Linked DNA regions of Mus musculus: region 1 is linked to region 2. The links are chromatin contacts, called in public HiChIP or PLAC-seq maps. All regions are on one chromosome and are shown on one strand. Each heading gives the region's core, a stretch centred on a gene start, on an enhancer-like site or on the middle of the called end of the contact. The rest is flanking DNA. Distances are from core to core; before and after follow the strand shown.

What was found. HiChIP or PLAC-seq counts read pairs in DNA pulled down with a chosen protein or histone mark.
Region 1: a contact with region 2 is called in an H3K27ac HiChIP or PLAC-seq map of neural progenitor cells, with 9 times the contacts expected there. The contact joins two enhancer-like sites. A contact is called at or near these places in 8 of 484 Hi-C or Micro-C datasets (the AtT-20 cell line, CD4 T cells, brown adipocytes and 4 more) and 7 of 115 datasets of contacts at active chromatin or transcription factors (astrocytes, double positive thymocytes, embryonic forebrain and 4 more).

The regions. Positions count from the first base shown.
Region 1 is chr4:97,743,196-97,747,445 of GRCm38.p6, forward strand. It overlaps a transcript of Nfia not described here. Among named protein-coding and RNA genes, the nearest start is that of Gm38709, 32 kb to the right of the region's middle. Within about 2 kb of position 2,781, at least 43 of the 459 cell types and tissues checked have an H3K27ac peak or open chromatin away from gene starts, as enhancers often do. A contact at or near this core is called in cerebellum, cerebral cortex, heart atrium and 2 more, where this site is marked.
Region 2 is chr4:97,647,375-97,652,079 of GRCm38.p6, forward strand. It overlaps a transcript of Nfia not described here. Among named protein-coding and RNA genes, the nearest start is that of E130114P18Rik, 65 kb to the left of the region's middle. Within about 2 kb of position 2,452, at least 108 of the 459 cell types and tissues checked have an H3K27ac peak or open chromatin away from gene starts, as enhancers often do. A contact at or near this core is called in cerebellum, cerebral cortex, heart atrium and 2 more, where this site is marked.

The DNA.
Region 1 (4,250 bases), core at 1,531-4,030, 96 kb after region 2:
AGGTGAGCACTGACTTCCAACCCTCTGGTGAACAAAGCAAGAATTCTCTTAGATAAGGTATCTCTTAGATATTCTCTCAAGTAAAAAGCAGACACTATGAACAAGTTTAAAACTTTCTGCATTCCAGATGGTTCCATAATTACTGTAATAATGAAGTCTAAGACAGTCAATCTTTCATTCTAATCCCATTAAATTCATAGTATAGTCCAAACCCTGCAACAAAGCCTTGCAAGATTAGCCCTATGTCTGTCTTTTCTACCTAGGCTCTCTCCTTTGTTCCTTATATTGATGGTCACCTGATTTCTTCCTTACTCCCAGGTAGCTACGTTTTCCTATTTCCCATATTCCATGGACCCACGGTGTACCAGCTCTGACTTGTCCTTCAAAATGCAGCTCAGGTGTCACCTCTGCCATGAAATTGCCCCACCATGTAAATAACATGTTTCTACTTCATAATATGCTACGTATCATGGCCGCCATCGTGCCACTGCATAGTTATACTCCTCTGCCTGTCACTAGCTATATCAGAAACTGCTGATGTCAAGGATTATGTCACATTTCCCTTTATTCCTTGAGTGCTACACCAGAAAATAACAGCTATCAAAGAAATGCTTCCTAAATTAAGTCTTTTCCCTACAGACATTTTTCTGGTTGAGCCAAACATCTCAGATTCTTCCTTGTATTACTGAGAGTGCAACCTAGTAGTCTTATTCCCATTTTAAAATAAAAAAAGTTAGATGAGAAACAGCTGCATAACATCCCAGAAGGACGGAACTAGGAGGGACATGTGTGACAAGCCAGGGCTTTTGTGTTTTGGGTAAAGAAGCTGAATTTCATGGCCATCGAGTGTCTTATCCAAGGTCACTCTGCAAAGTCATAGTGGAAAAAGAATAAGCGTGCTGAGCTCCTGACCTCAAAGCTGAAATTCCTCCCTCTAAATTAAGGACTTAATGTAGGAGCAACTGTGGAGGAGATGGGCACATAACTCACAGAAGGGAGTCTCCAAGGGTGGCTGCATGCTGAGGAGACAGCTGGCATCCCTCATCTTATCTGCTCAAAACGACAAAAAGAGAAAATCTATAATATCAACATAAAGAGAGAAAAGACAACACTGTGTGTGTCTTGTACGGAGCATTGTGTTCTGGGTGTGTTATTGTATGTGCTTTTTTAATATACCATAAGCTAATTTTATTCTTTGTCAAATGGAGAGATAAAAACACTAAGGTATATCTATCTTTTAAACTATGTTTTAGGAAAATGAAAATCTAGTTCTATGGGTGTGCTCTTCTTGGTTGTTTACTAATGGACAACCACTTTGTATAAACCACAGATTATTTTCCATGGGGAAGTATCATGGAAATAGATGAGAAATTAAATTCAACAAAGATATTTACCTGCCAAGTTGCATTAATAATTCAATTATTACATACGAATTTTATTTCTAAATACTATTAGAAAATAAAATGGGAATGTTGAAATGCTCAGGTCCTATTGTAAATAATGGGACCGTTAAAAATAATGGTAAACAGTGTGGATTCTGTGGTTTGTGGTGTCTTCAGATCAGTGACTTTGAGGAAATAATTTACTAGTCCTTATCTGGGTTCCCTCATCGAAGAAGGACAGTAGTCAGGGTACATTTGTGATAGTTGTGTCGAGGATTAGATGAGATACCTGCAAAGTGTTTTTAAAGGTGTCAGTCACATGGTAAGGCTGTAATGTTTAATGTAAATGTAATGTAACGGTAAAGTTATCATTGAAGTGGCCCCTTGAATAAGTACACATTGGCAATAATCCACAGATCTACTGGGGGTGGGAATTAACCAATCACGCACCAAAATGCAGGCCTTCCACTCTGGGAATCATTTTGGAGAATATAACATATCCCCAATGGCTTCTCTAATCTTATGCCACATGAGACCTGCAAAGGAAAACGGACGAATCACAGGCATCAAATGTTATAATCATCTACAACTTCTGGGTTTCCACATAGCAGTTCTTCCAAAACATAATTAAGGGTTTGAAAGTCAAATGATATAAGTGCTAGTTTTAATTACCGCTTGGTGAACTTTAGTGTGTTAGAATTGTCACAACTTTCCTTAAGGATTACTCTGAAGCCAGGCAATACAGTGGGAAATTATTAACTCCTACTTTGGTACAGCAATTATCTGCATTACAAGGTTTATGCAATTAGCTGTTTAAGATGTCATTATATTTTGCCATCTGGTACACAGGAGTTTATGCATATGAACAGGCACGTGTTGAAGTGATTTTCACTATATGACTTGTTCTCAACCCAAGCCATCTCTCTAATGAGGGAAGTTACGGTGCATCGTGCATTAGTGGCAGGTGCACACCATCAAGCTTCATTTTCATCGAAAACCTTCATTTTTTCCATTCTAAAGTATTCTGCACAAGTGCTGGGAAATTAATTAGTCGCTCTCGGTTCAACGCCTGCAGGCATGTTCCTTAGCAGTTAGAGGGGGCGAGGCTTCAGTCAGGGACCTCTCCTCCTTTCTCACCCTGACAGCTCTGCAAGGAACCCTCAGGTAGTGAAAAGACCCGGTATGAGCTCCTGTAGTTGATCTTGCAAAGTGGGAACAGGGGACCTGGCCTCGGGGTGCCCTACACCCCGCTTTACGCGCCCAAGGCGGAAAAACAAAAAGGATGCTCCCAGAGGGGTCCCGCAGATTATCGGATCGCGCCCATCAGGTTACAGAGAACTGGATCCCTAGCCCGACTCTACTTCTGCGCCCCCTTCGAGGATCCCGGGCTGAAGCACATTAAAGCGGCGCCCTCTGGTGTCCGCTTGAGGCCGCCGGGTCACAAGAGAGGCTCTGGGATGAAAGTTGTCACCCGATCGGATCACCAAACCGAGGCCCTGAAACTCTTAAAATGAACCTTTCCAACGCGCGCGCTGAGTGCGCCACCCCGCTGTACAGAAAGTCTGGGGCACGGGTGACTCCTCCCGGGCCCTCCTTACTGGACCAGGGTCCCAAGCCCCCCGTAAGATGCCCTGCAAAATCGGCAGGCTGCAGATGAAAGCGGGTGCGAGTCTGAGTGGACATACCACCTTCCCCGCAAAGGGCACAAGGAGAGGTGAGGGGATGTAGAGCGACGCCCAGCTCCCCAGGCTAGAACCACGTTTATAGGTTAGTACTCTTGAAAAGCTCACTGGCCAAATCACCCCAGAAAGGCTAACAGACTCAAAGACCGGCACCTAGCCTAGGATACTCCCCCGGCACCTCCCCCCACGTGCTGCCATAGTAATATGCCACTGACTAACCAGCTGGAGCTTCCTCTGCACGGTGGACATTGTCACTCTTGGGAAGCATAGCACTGGAGTTCCCAGGAAATTGTCTTCCTCGGAACCTGCCCAACCCAACCCCCCCCCCCCCCCACACACACACACACACACACACACTTGGCACCATAGCTGTCTCCTCAGTTTTACCCTCAGCCCCAGATAGGAATGTTTCCACTATCTCAGTCTGGATGCCAGTCCAAGAGCTTAGTTCATTCCAAAAGGTCAACAGGTTCATGGCAAGCAGTTGGATTTATGGAGTTGATAAAATCACACTTGAGACTTTTCTTTGGACAATCTTGCTGTCCCCCCAGTCTTTCACCTTTTATGTTTGGAGCAGCATCTGACTGAAAAGGGACCAAGAAAAGAAACCTGGACTCTTCTGCTCATTTTCTGCACTAGCTTTACCTCGGGGAGAGGGTTGAGGAGGGTGAGTCTGGATGCCTTACAGGCAACCGGCATTTTTTTTTTTTTTTTTTTTTTGAAGAAGAAGAAGAAGAAGAAGAAGAAGAAGAAGAAGAAGAAGAAGAAGAAGAAGAAGAAGAAGAAGAAGAAGAAGAAGAAGAAACAGCAAGCTTATGTATTGCACTGAACCAGACCCCATTATTACAGTAAAGAATAGAAAAAAAAAAAAAAAACACAAGCTAAGAGGTAAGCTCAAAACTAGGGATGAAATGAATATGGTATCCAAATAGATGGATACAAATAAGATGAGACCAAGGAAGTAGCTGTTATCTCAGAAGGTCTCTGTGTGGACAAGACTTGCAATACAAATGAAGTTTGAGGTGCCAAGAAAAAGAAGCCTCTGTGGGAAGAAGGTTGTATAAAGAAAAATCAAGCCCAGACTGAGAAGGCTGGGGGAGGGGCTGAAAAAACCATTAGATAAAGTGGGATGAATAGTTTGGAGCTAGTCTGGTCTGTCTAAATTCTGTGTATGCCTCTTATGAGT
Region 2 (4,705 bases), core at 1,202-3,701:
AGTCGACAAATCCTTACTAAGGCCCCATACAGTGCCTGGCAAAGTGTTGCCTACTGTAGTTTCCTGCTATGGATACGGGGAAAAAAACTGGCAACCAAGCAGGCATTAGACAAATAATTTTACACACACACACACACACACACACACGCACAAAATGAAAAGCCAGTTGTGTTCTATTCTGAATTGCTCAAGAAGCCGGTGATGGTTAGGCAAGGAAGTCAGTTGTTGAATTTCTATGGCTTCAGCTACTTCATGAATTAGAGATGGCAAGATTGGATGCAGTTAAAAAAACAAAAATCCCTAGCAACCATCTAGGAGAGGCTTGTTGAGGCTTGCAATAAATCGGGGCTGATGGAGACAGTCCTGGACTGACATTGTTGGGAGGGAGAAGAGGGAGTGAGGCAGAGATGTGGTATTAATGGCACCCCTATTGCCAGTGTTGCTGCGTAGGAGGGGGAGAATAACACTAATCATCATGCACGTGGCTAGCTTGGTTTCCCTGTCCAGGGAGGCAAGATGCCAAGAGGCACAGGTGTTCCCTACCATCGAAGGAGGCTGCTCCCTCTCTTGATTGCATAAACAGGCCTCCTGCTTTCCTGCCTTCTCAACATCCAGTCTCACCCTGGGGAGTCCTGGCCGACCATCCAGGGTGCTCACCAGAGAGGGAAAGGATTGAGGGGGTCTGAGTGAGGATGAGGGCACCTTCTGGCCAATACTGAGGAGTTGTTGCTCAGGCCTTACAGAATCTGCAAATGCTGTGGGTCCACCTGGGGCAGCATCCGCTCTACTGCCATCTGTTTCCTATCGAGGCTGAGCACGCTCGTGTGTGTGGTCACAAACGCACAGAAAAATCATTCTGCCAATAAATATGGAACGTTAGGCTTCGTTTGTTTTTTTTTTTTTTCCTCTTCCTTTTAACTGACTTACAAAGTGAACCCTGAAAATTCTGACTCCTTCTACCATGCTTCGCCCAATCCCAAGGAAAATATAATGACGTCACATTCCCCTTGAAATCTATACTTTATTGAAGGGTTGGGCGGGGGGCTTATTGCACATGTACAAGGGCCAAACCAAAGGAGGAAATGTGAGCAAAGTGGTTGCATCCTTTTGCAGTCAACTATTATAAAATCTGGCCATCTCCCGTGCTTCATGAAGACATACAGTTTCCAACAGGCCTAGTTTTACTTTACATAATTGTAACCATCTCAGCATGTCAATTAGCATAGAATGTTACCTTTGGGATGGGATCAATTAGAGACCTGAAGATTGAATTTGGAATCATGATTAGCCCGTTTTACATTTTGCCTTCATTTTCTAAAATATACAATTGTCTGATTCAGCCCAGTTTTTTTTTTTAAAAAAAAAAAAAAAAAAAAACGTATTGTAAACTTATTTATTTTTTAACCTAAAACAGACATGGGAGGCTGGTTAGTAACAGGAACCATGGCAAAATGGAGGATGGGGGTGCTATTTGATTAGAGCCTATTCTTAAATTTCCACAGCAAGAAAATATTGAGAGTAGCGGAATGGTTGCTGGATTTTCTTAAGAGCTGAAATCATTATGCTCTGGCGGAGTTCCAAGTTCTTCTCTTTTTTTAGGTTACAATTTGAAACGGTGCAGAACATGCTATAGTGTTGTAGTCATTCATGTAATGTCATTGAATTGAGCTTCTGGAAATAGACAAAGGACTTTGTGTCCCAAAATGTTCTTCTGGCGGAAAATTGATAGCAGCATGAGATACGCTATTACGAGGGTTGGTTCTGCCTCCAAATTTGTGCTGACTAAAGTGGAGAGAGAGAAAGAGAGGGAGGGAGGGAGGGAGAGAGAGAGAGAGAGAGGTTTCAAACAATGCTATACACATTTCCAAGAGGAGCTGTAGAAGTTTTCCCGGGGTTACTAAAATAATGTGAAGCTCTTTGTTTGCTTTTAAGTTGTTTCCCAAATGGAGACAATGAACAGGCAAACGCATGACATGAAATCCTGGGCTAATTCTCCCAAGCCCTCCCTGCCCCCATTCCAGCCCTGAGAAGTGTTTCCCGTTCATTGAAGCCCTGAGTCTGGAGCTCTTGCCAGATTCGTCAGAGTGACAGGCGAGTCCAGCTTCAGCAGCCAGAGATGCAGCCTGAATGCAAATCAAGGCTAGGCCTGGGCTCTCTGGCCAGGACACATGGTGTTGGGCCTGAGCTCATAGCTGGCCAATTCTTTGCCCTGATCCCTTTCCAAGCTTTGCCATCTTCATTGCTGCCACCCCTTTTAGGAAGAAAAGTTAGAGCTGTTTGTGCATGATGTGAAAGATATGCCAATAAAGCCCCTTTCCATATAAATAGCACATCAAAATATTACCAAATAATGCTGGTGACTTTGCCAGCAGGCAGAGGACTCCATCTGGAGATAATATCTTCCAACTGAGAGGCGTCCAAGGTGCCCTTTCCTAGGCAACAGGCACGCTGACCCACATGGGGCTAAATCCCATTCTATCTGAACATAAGCAATCCTTCTTCTGCTATACACAGGCCACCTGTGCCGGATCCCGGAGCAAACAGCTCCAATCCAAAATTAACTCATTGGTCATTTCCTCTGAGACAAGAACAGCGCCATCCTTCCCTGACCAGTCTGATGATGTCTGTACATTCTCCAGAGAGACTCGAAATAGTAAGTACAGGACTAAGGACAAGATCCCTCAATACATTCTGTTACCTGCTCTGGTCCACTCAGTGACAATAGGCGAGCTCACTGTTGGGTCTGCTCTACAAAGCATCTAACCGTCTAAGTCAAGTTTCCCAGCTTCTCTGAGCACAAGGATCTCTGTAAAGTTTGCAACCAGCATCTGGATGAAATGCTAAACTTTAAATATAGAAGGTGGACTGTCCCAATGGCAGATAGTTTCTAATGCACACAGAGACTCTTTCCTGTTCTCTTGGTTCTTCCTCAGATTCCTGGTGAGTGGTTACTAGACACAGGAGCAAGGGTGAGTCAAATATGGATAGGGTCCCCTAGATCTTTATAATCAGTTCAGAGTTTCAGTTCTTATTATGACTAAAGGTCTCTGAGGTTTCTTAGAGAGGCCTGCGTTCTCTGCTTACCCTGGTCACCAAGTTCCTTTTAGAGGACTATTGCTGACTTGGTTTCTGCCCACTTAATCTGAAAAGTGGCCATTTCTCCTTACAGTGGACTGCAAAGCATGTGTGGGTAAAGGAACACTTTTGAAGAGCTCTCTAGGCTATGGCGAGAGCACTCAGAGAATTCTCTTGCACGCTGATGTTGCACTAAGCAACAGAGGCATTCAGACGCACCTTCCTTAGACTTCCATATTTTTCTTTTTTCTCCCTGGTTTAGCATCACCTCTCACAGTTCCTAATTACTGAAAGAAGTTATCTAAATTGCTGAAAATACAAGATTTGGAACAATCCCTCTTCTAGGGGCAGGGGGCATAGAGTGGTCACTGAAAGGCAGACTTAAACTTTCATACCCTCATATCTCAAAGACTATTAACACTAGATCAGTTTTTACAATGGTGTTAAATGTAAAAGTTCTCTCTGGTCATGTATTACAGAGGTCTGATGCCATTCAATTCTGTCACCAGTCATGTCCTGAATCCCTTCCATTCTAGGCACGATTCTAAGCCCTCTCAGCACACATCCTTATGATTCCCCACCACACTTTTTATCTGGGGAAACTGAAACTGGGGAAGGGCCACACATTGTCCAGGACATCCCCATCTATCTTTTTAAAGCTAGTCTCCCAATCAATCAATTACTAAACGTCCTACAGCTGAGCAAGTGTTAATTGCCTTCAAGGTATAAAGATAGATATAAAGGCCTGAAGACAAAGCCCCAGACAGCACTGGGTTATAAACAGCCTGTAGAAACTTAGAGTTACAACTTTGCAGACACACACACATACACACACACACACACACACACACACACACACACACACACACACACACACACACACCTGGATTTGGATCCCAGCTCCAATGAATTTGTTGGATGTGACTGGGCAAGTTACTCAACTTCTCTGGGCTTCATATTCCTCAAATACAAAATGAAAACATCAGAAGTAAGTGCCCAATTCAGTTGTTTGGGGGCCTAAGGAGATAAAGCATTCAGTGCACACAGAGCCATGAGTGGGCACTTCTCCTTATTTTGATGAACATGATTGTACAGCTTGCTTTGTAGATTCAGCATTTAAATGGTTAGATCTCTATGCTCTGAATACCCTTTTAAAGAATCATTTGGGCAACTAGTCAATGTTTTATTATATAGACACGCCATACTTGGTGACCCATACGTCACCAAGGTTTATTTTATCAAGACCTTTATATATTAAGAGCATTACCTCAGTTTACATTTGTGGCAGACGGTTCCTTAGGTTTTTGTTTGCTCTCTAGTTTTATGTAAAATGTGTTTTACATGAAGTTGTTCACTTTTATGTAATCTAATCTATATAAATTTTCATTTATGGTAACATCCATTCATTTTAAGCTTTAAAAAAAGCCTTCTTATAATAATAATAATACAGAAACTAGGGGATAATTACCAACATCTTTTCCTAGTGTAAAAATATGTTTCAAAATGATTCACCAAGTAAGTTCAAATGGAGATTTCCTACAGGTGAACTGGTCTCCGCATGAGCAACCTTGGCATCTGATGACTTGTACTAATCGGTAACAGTGGCAATGATCTCCTCATAGTCAAATTT